Linked DNA regions of Ovis aries: region 2 is linked to region 1. The links are chromatin contacts, called in public Hi-C maps. All regions are on one chromosome and are shown on one strand. Each heading gives the region's core, a stretch centred on a gene start, on an enhancer-like site or on the middle of the called end of the contact. The rest is flanking DNA. Distances are from core to core; before and after follow the strand shown. Region 1 overlaps RNF216 (ring finger protein 216). Region 2 has its middle 11 kb from the start of ACTB.

Region 1 (3,075 bases), core at 206-2,705:
ATGTTTTTGTCAGCTTCCAGTTTTTGTCAACTTCCCATAGTACATAGCATAGTGAGTCTGTTCATCATAGGCGTCTCAAATCCATACACTTCTTTACTTGACATCTTAGCACATTAAACACTGTGTTTGAGAAGCTAGATCTTCCAGTTAGGGATGTGTGTTTGTGTGTTTCCAGGAAGACACGAAAGGCAACGAAAAGCAAATATTGCTTAACTCTTCCTACTCTGCCTTCCTTAATAAAACTTAAATACCATCTCTCCTGTTGTTTGCAGTAGTTATTTTAAAAGGAGATAGATATGTACCCAAAATAGGGAAAGGTAAGTGAAATGCCAATATGAATAAAACATTTATTTTTGCTTCCCCTCAGCTGTACAGAAAGCTTTTACTCTTGCACAGTCACACTCATTTTAGTGCACTCCACAGATGCTGCAGTTTTGCTTGTTTGTTTGTTTGTTTTAACAGATGGAGGCTCCTGTCAGCCCTGCATTGAGCACGTCTGTTGCTGTTTTTCCAACAGCATTTGCTCACTTTGTCTCTGTGGCATATCTTAGTAATTTTTGCCATATTTCAGACTTTTATTATTATATTTGTTATGGTGATCTGTGATCAGTGATCTTTGATATTACTATCACACAAGGATTGTGACTCGCTGAAGGCTCAGGTGATGGTTACATTCTTTGGCAATACAGTATTTTTTTAATTAAGTCTGTATATAACTTTTTTAGATACAATGCTATTGTACACATAATAGTACATGGTATAGTGTCAACGTAACTTTTACATCCACTCAGAAGTCAAAACATTCATAAGACTCACTTTGCTGCGTATTCGCTTTTGCGGTGGCCTGGGACAGCAGCCTTGGGGTGTCCAAGGTTAGGGGACTGGTGAGTGGGCACAGCAACGCTGCCGTCTCAGCTTTCTCAGTGGGGGCTGGCACAGCCCCTCAGATCTCTCCCCTCGGCACTCAGAAGCCAGCTGCTGACTTTCCAAACCAAGGTGGTCCAGACAGAGCTCTCATGGTAGACTTTGGGGCCTGAGGACGGAACAGCAGCCGGGCGTTGGGTTTTTGCTGACTTCCCTTGCGCCCAGGAAATGGGAATCGCTCTATCCTGCCCTCGGAGAACATTTAGCGCTTTTTAATGAAGCCACTTTAAATGGTTAAGATGTTGCCACCTTCTAGGGGACAGATCACAGAACTTCCTGTTCAGTTCGGGATGAAGAGCCTTACCTTTCTCCTGTGTCAGCATTGTGTGGGACGAGTACTTTTTTTGCTGGGCTGTACTGATAAAGTCTCTGTTTTGAGAGTTCTTTTTGAATACAGTTGCATGAGAAGTGTTCTTTGACGCCCTGCTCCAGGGCCAGGCCTTTGCTGGGTGCCCTAGCTTTTTGTTCATGAGGCAGCTAAGCAGACAGTCTGGAGGAGTGGTTAACACGAGGTTTTTGCTCTTGAACGTCTCTTGGTTAATCTGAGCTCTTCCTCTTTTCGGCATCATGACCTAGGTAGACACGTCATCTCCCTGAGCCATATTCCCTTTATCTGCAAAATGAGAACAGTTGCACCTGTTTGATGGAGCTTTTGTAGATGGCTTGTCAGTTGTATCTCTATGTAAATCTGTACCCAGGGCTGGGAGTGGGGGGTGGTTTGCATTAAACGACACAGTGTAACTGAGGTGCTTACCCCTCTGGCCATCGTTTGTCTCAGTCAGTAAAGCAGCCGGTGCCCTTGAGGGAAGGCGGCAACTGATGCTGAGTGTGTGCAGGCGCCGTGCAGACTCGGGTGAGCAGAGGAACTCCAGACGGGAGGCGCTTCCTCCCCCAGATTTGTAGAACCTGCTACACAGAGTCACAGAGTTCCCCTACCGGGGACAGTTGTAAAAGTCCCGTTAAGGGGGCCAAAAGAAGACTTACCTCCGATAGCGTCACTGACTCCATGAGCGTGAATTTGAGCAAACTCCGGGAGATAGTGGAGGACAGAGAAGCCAGGTGGGCTGCAGGCCATGGGGTCGCAAAGAGTCAGACACGACGTAGCGACTGAACAACACCACTTAATTTTTCAAATCATGTACTCAAAAAATTTCATTTCTTATCAGCATGCCACAGTGGAGAGGGGATAGGTTTTTGAAGCTAAATTTTTTGCTGACCAGTCTGTTCTGTCAGAAATGACTGCTGTCACTTGAGCCCACAACGTTGAGGTTGAGAGGAGAGCCCCTTTCCGCCCTGGGGAGAGCCGTGCCTTAAAGCAGGCTGCTCGTGGGTTTGCCCTCCGTGTCTCAGCTGCTCCGCTGCCGGCTCCCCTCCATTCAGGTTTCTTCTTGGTTTTTTGTTTATGCCTGTTCAGAGGGATTGGCATCCCAGGGAACGATATTCAGAGAGATGAGTGTGGGAAAGGCCTGGAGACAAAACAGAGTGCGTTTTGCTGGAGAACTCTGAGTTAGTCACAGAGGGAAGGTTTTTAACAATCGGTGGTTTGTGTCCACGGCCCAGTCGCTGGTCATCGTCTTCGTAGGAGGGCGCTTCCCTTTGTGTCTTGGCCGTCACCCCACGTGCAGTGCAGCCAGCAGGCCTGGAGGTGGGGGCTGCTTGCCTTTCCTTTCACTGTCCTTTGGCAGAAGGACACGGCTCCTTGTCTGTCTATTGTTGTTTTGGTCTCTCCTAAAATACACTGTGGTACTTAAAAAGATGCTGTGGATTAACAGGTCTGTTTGCGCACTTCATTAAATAGAAACTCTGACCCTTTTTTGTGGATTTTCTGGCCACCTTTAGCCATCACTTATCAGACTCCTAACAGCCTACCTCTGACTGTCCGGGCATCAGAAGCTCTCACGCGCGTCTCTTGCTGGAAACCACAGTAATTGCTTAGTGCTTTCAAACATCTTGCTGATATCACTTAATGCATTTTTCTGTGCCTGTGGCCTCATCAAAGGAAAGATGCATTTCGAGTCAGAGTCTTTAGCAATCTCAGGGTTTTTTTGTTTTTTTTTTTTAAAGGCCTCCTGTTAAAAATCCTTCAAGAATTGATAATCTACAAAATATTTTTTTATAGAATCACTTGCCTCCTTTTTGTCTTAACACTCA
Region 2 (3,075 bases), core at 427-2,926, 120 kb after region 1:
CGCATCTCGTGCCCTTCTTATCTACCGCCACTCCTGCCGGCGGGTATTCGGTGGTTTCACAAAGTATTTTTTACGTTTTGCAAACTGGACCTGACGACCTTATGCTTTTCTCCCCGGGGCTTGATGGGGTTGATCTCGGTGCAGACCTCGGCCTCCTTCGCAGGCATCTTCTGGAGGGTGCTCTGGTACCAGGCAGCTCTGGGGTTAAAGCGCCCGCACGCCGGCCTGGTGGGCCGGGGTACGGGCCACGGCTGTCCGCGGCGGGCCCCAGCTCGGGACCCCCCAGGCCAAGACTCCTCCCCGCAGCTTCCCCGAGGGTGTCCCCCGCCAGGGCCCAGCCGCGGCCGGCCCTTCGGAGAAGCGGGGACGTGTCGAAAGGCGCAGCCCCACCTCGGACCCCTCCGGCGCCCGGCGGAGCACGGGAAGTTCGGGGAGGAAGCTGAGCGCTGCGCGCGCCGGGCGGCCCGCGGGCCGGATGACTAAGTTTGGCCGCGCGCCGCGCCGCCGGTTGCCTTTTATGGCGCACTCGCCGGCGGCGGACGTGGCTGCCCGGGGCCCCCGGCCGAGGGGCTGCGGGCACGGTTGAGAGGGGGCGGCCGGCGGCGGAGGTGGGGGGGTCAGCTTCGCGAACTTCCCCGGAGGGCCGCCCATCCCCTGGCCCGCTTCCCCATGTCCACCCCCAGCTGGCCAGGCCCGGCCTCCCCATTCACCCAGAGGGAAACTGAGGCCGGGGAGGGGTGCCGTCCCGCCGGGGTCACCTCGCACTGCGGCGGGGTGGCTCCCGATGACACCCAAAGGCCCTGCTTCCAAGCGCAGGGCCAGGACCGCATGACTCACACCTCCAAGGGCGCGGAGCTGCATTTATTGAGCGTTCACTTTTTGTCTCCCAGCCTCCAGATTTCTGGGCCTCCCAGCAGTCCTTTGAGTGCGGGTTTGGGTCCGCGAACCCCAGGGCTCTCTCGAGGTCCGGGTGGGGATGGGAATGGGGGACAGAAGCAGCTCCCCTCTCCCTCCTCCCCCTCACCTGCGCCGGCTGGCTATTTATTGTACTTAACATTTGCACAAACCCAGGAGATGAAAACCATCTCCCCATTTAACAGATGGGAAACTGAGGCTGTGAGGCTCGGGTCTGGGGGCTAAGTGGCAAGGCACCGAGGGACGTCTGGGAGCGGGTACCCCAATCCTAGGGGTATCAGAACGCACAGAGGCCCGGCACGAAATAGATCTCTGTCGGCACCTGCGGCGCTGCTTGACCCTGGGGCACGCTGCGGTTTCCAGATTTTCTTCCGCCCCCGCCCCCGGCCCTGCCACGCTGCGGGCCTCACTGTGTTCACATGCACAACGGGGGGACTCCAGGGGATCCGGTTTGGTTTGGAGCGGGGACCCCGCTCGGGGTGGCGGTCTGGGAAGAGAGAGCAGCGATTTAGAAAATTCGGGCGCGGGGCTGCGCCCCCCTCCCCACCCTGCGTCCCCCAGGCCCGCGGCGGCTCCCTGGGGGGGGAGGGGCCGGGGGTGGGCAGCTCCGGTCACCCTCTCCGGCCGGGCCTGTGGGGCGAGCACCCCCTCCCCGGGCGCTCCCAAACCTCGCCTTTTATGGAGAGGAAGCTGGGCCAAGTGGGCCGGGCCGGCCCGAGGGGCGGGGTGGGGGCCTGGAGCTCCGGCCGGCCCGCGCCGGACACGCACTGGGGGCGCCGGGGCTTATCTCCTCGCGAGCTGAGCGGCCCTGGGACCCGGGAGGCTCTGAGCCGTGGCCACGTGAGCCGCGCGGGCCTGGGAGCGCCAGATAATGACCTCCCCACCCGGGCCGGGAGCGCCAAGCCCGCGGAGGCGGGGCCTGCGCCCCTGGGTAGCCGGCCCGCCCCCGGGCTCCAGCCTCCCGGGGGATGGGCTTGAGAACGCTCACCTTGGGACCCCAGACAACGGCTTACCTGGGGTGTCTGGGTGGCCCCTCCACCCTCTGATTTGACTTAGACAGCCCCCCTCCCCCTGACTTGGGAGAGTCAGGGCCTCTGTCCCGCAGCTCAGTGTCCCCGCCCAGACTCCCAACAGAGAAAGTTCTCCTCCACCTTCAATGGCCTCCACCCACAGCCTGGGCCGCTTTCCGGGAGGAGGGCCAGGATGGGCTATGGAGTTCTGAGAACCCAGTATTCCACCCGATCCGCGTGGTCCAGGGTCCAGCTAGGACCCTGGGAGGCTGGTCCCAGGCCATTGGGCTCCATTTTGCAAATGGACACACTGAGGCCAAGACAGAGCAGGGCGCGGCTCTGGGTGGTTCTGAGTTTCTGCTTATGTACCGTGTGGCCCGGGAACCGGACCAGAGGGTCTGGGCATGGAGTGCTGGCCTGGATATGCCCGAAGAGTCCTCAGGAGTGCCATGTCATTCTCCTGAGCCCCCTCTGAGATCCCCTGGCCTTGAAGGGACTTTGCAGGCTTAAGGAGCTGAGTGACAGAAGAGGGGTGTGTGGCAGGGCCTGAGGACTCTGGTCCAGCCCATCTGCAAACATCCTGTGTCACTCACACAGCCCCCTCCCTCCCCCAGGGTCAGCAAGACCTGGCCCGTCCTTCCTAGGTGTGGGGTCTGCTAAGGTCTCTAGGCCTGTAACAGACACCTGCCCCCAACCCCAGGCCTGAGGTGACATTTCCGTGGAGGGTGGGGACAGGTGGGGGTAATACATGTAGACTTGCAGGTTCCTGAGCTGGAAGGCTAGCTGGCACCACACCCAGTACACCCTGGGGAAAGGTCACTGTCATGATTAAGTCTAGATAGGCCCGCCAGTGCCCCTGATGACAGGGAGAGGCCGGATTGCAGCCCCTGCCCTTGTCCCTTGGCCCTCTGTTCACAGGAACCCTGGGAATGGGCTAGGGCAGAGCCAGGAAGCTTAGGTTATCAGTTGTTCCACGACCACCTTTCTCCTCCTCCCTATACCCGCCACCTGCTCCTCCAAAACCAACTGTGAGCAGGCACCACAGAGGGGCCACTGGTCCCTGGTTCTTTCCCGGGAAAAAGAGCAGTGGTGACCACAGCCCAGCCACTCCGTGCTTTTTGACCCCTTGACTCACACTCTGATTTCATCC

Evidence for each region. Hi-C and Micro-C count contacts between places; a contact is called where the count stands out from the background.
Region 2: a contact with region 1 is called in a Hi-C map of blood, with 3 times the contacts expected there. The contact joins two enhancer-like sites. A contact is called at or near these places in 5 of 16 Hi-C or Micro-C datasets (blood, hypothalamus and tail adipose tissue).

The regions. Positions count from the first base shown.
Region 1 is chr24:39,087,671-39,090,745 of ARS-UI_Ramb_v3.0, forward strand. The region is part of intron 11 of RNF216 (ring finger protein 216); the gene reads left to right. Among named protein-coding and RNA genes, the nearest start is that of RNF216, 50 kb to the left of the region's middle. Within about 2 kb of position 1,456, at least 12 of the 54 cell types and tissues checked have an H3K27ac peak or open chromatin away from gene starts, as enhancers often do.
Region 2 is chr24:39,207,830-39,210,904 of ARS-UI_Ramb_v3.0, forward strand. No RefSeq gene overlaps it. Among named protein-coding and RNA genes, the nearest start is that of ACTB, 11 kb to the right of the region's middle. Within about 2 kb of position 1,677, at least 33 of the 54 cell types and tissues checked have an H3K27ac peak or open chromatin away from gene starts, as enhancers often do.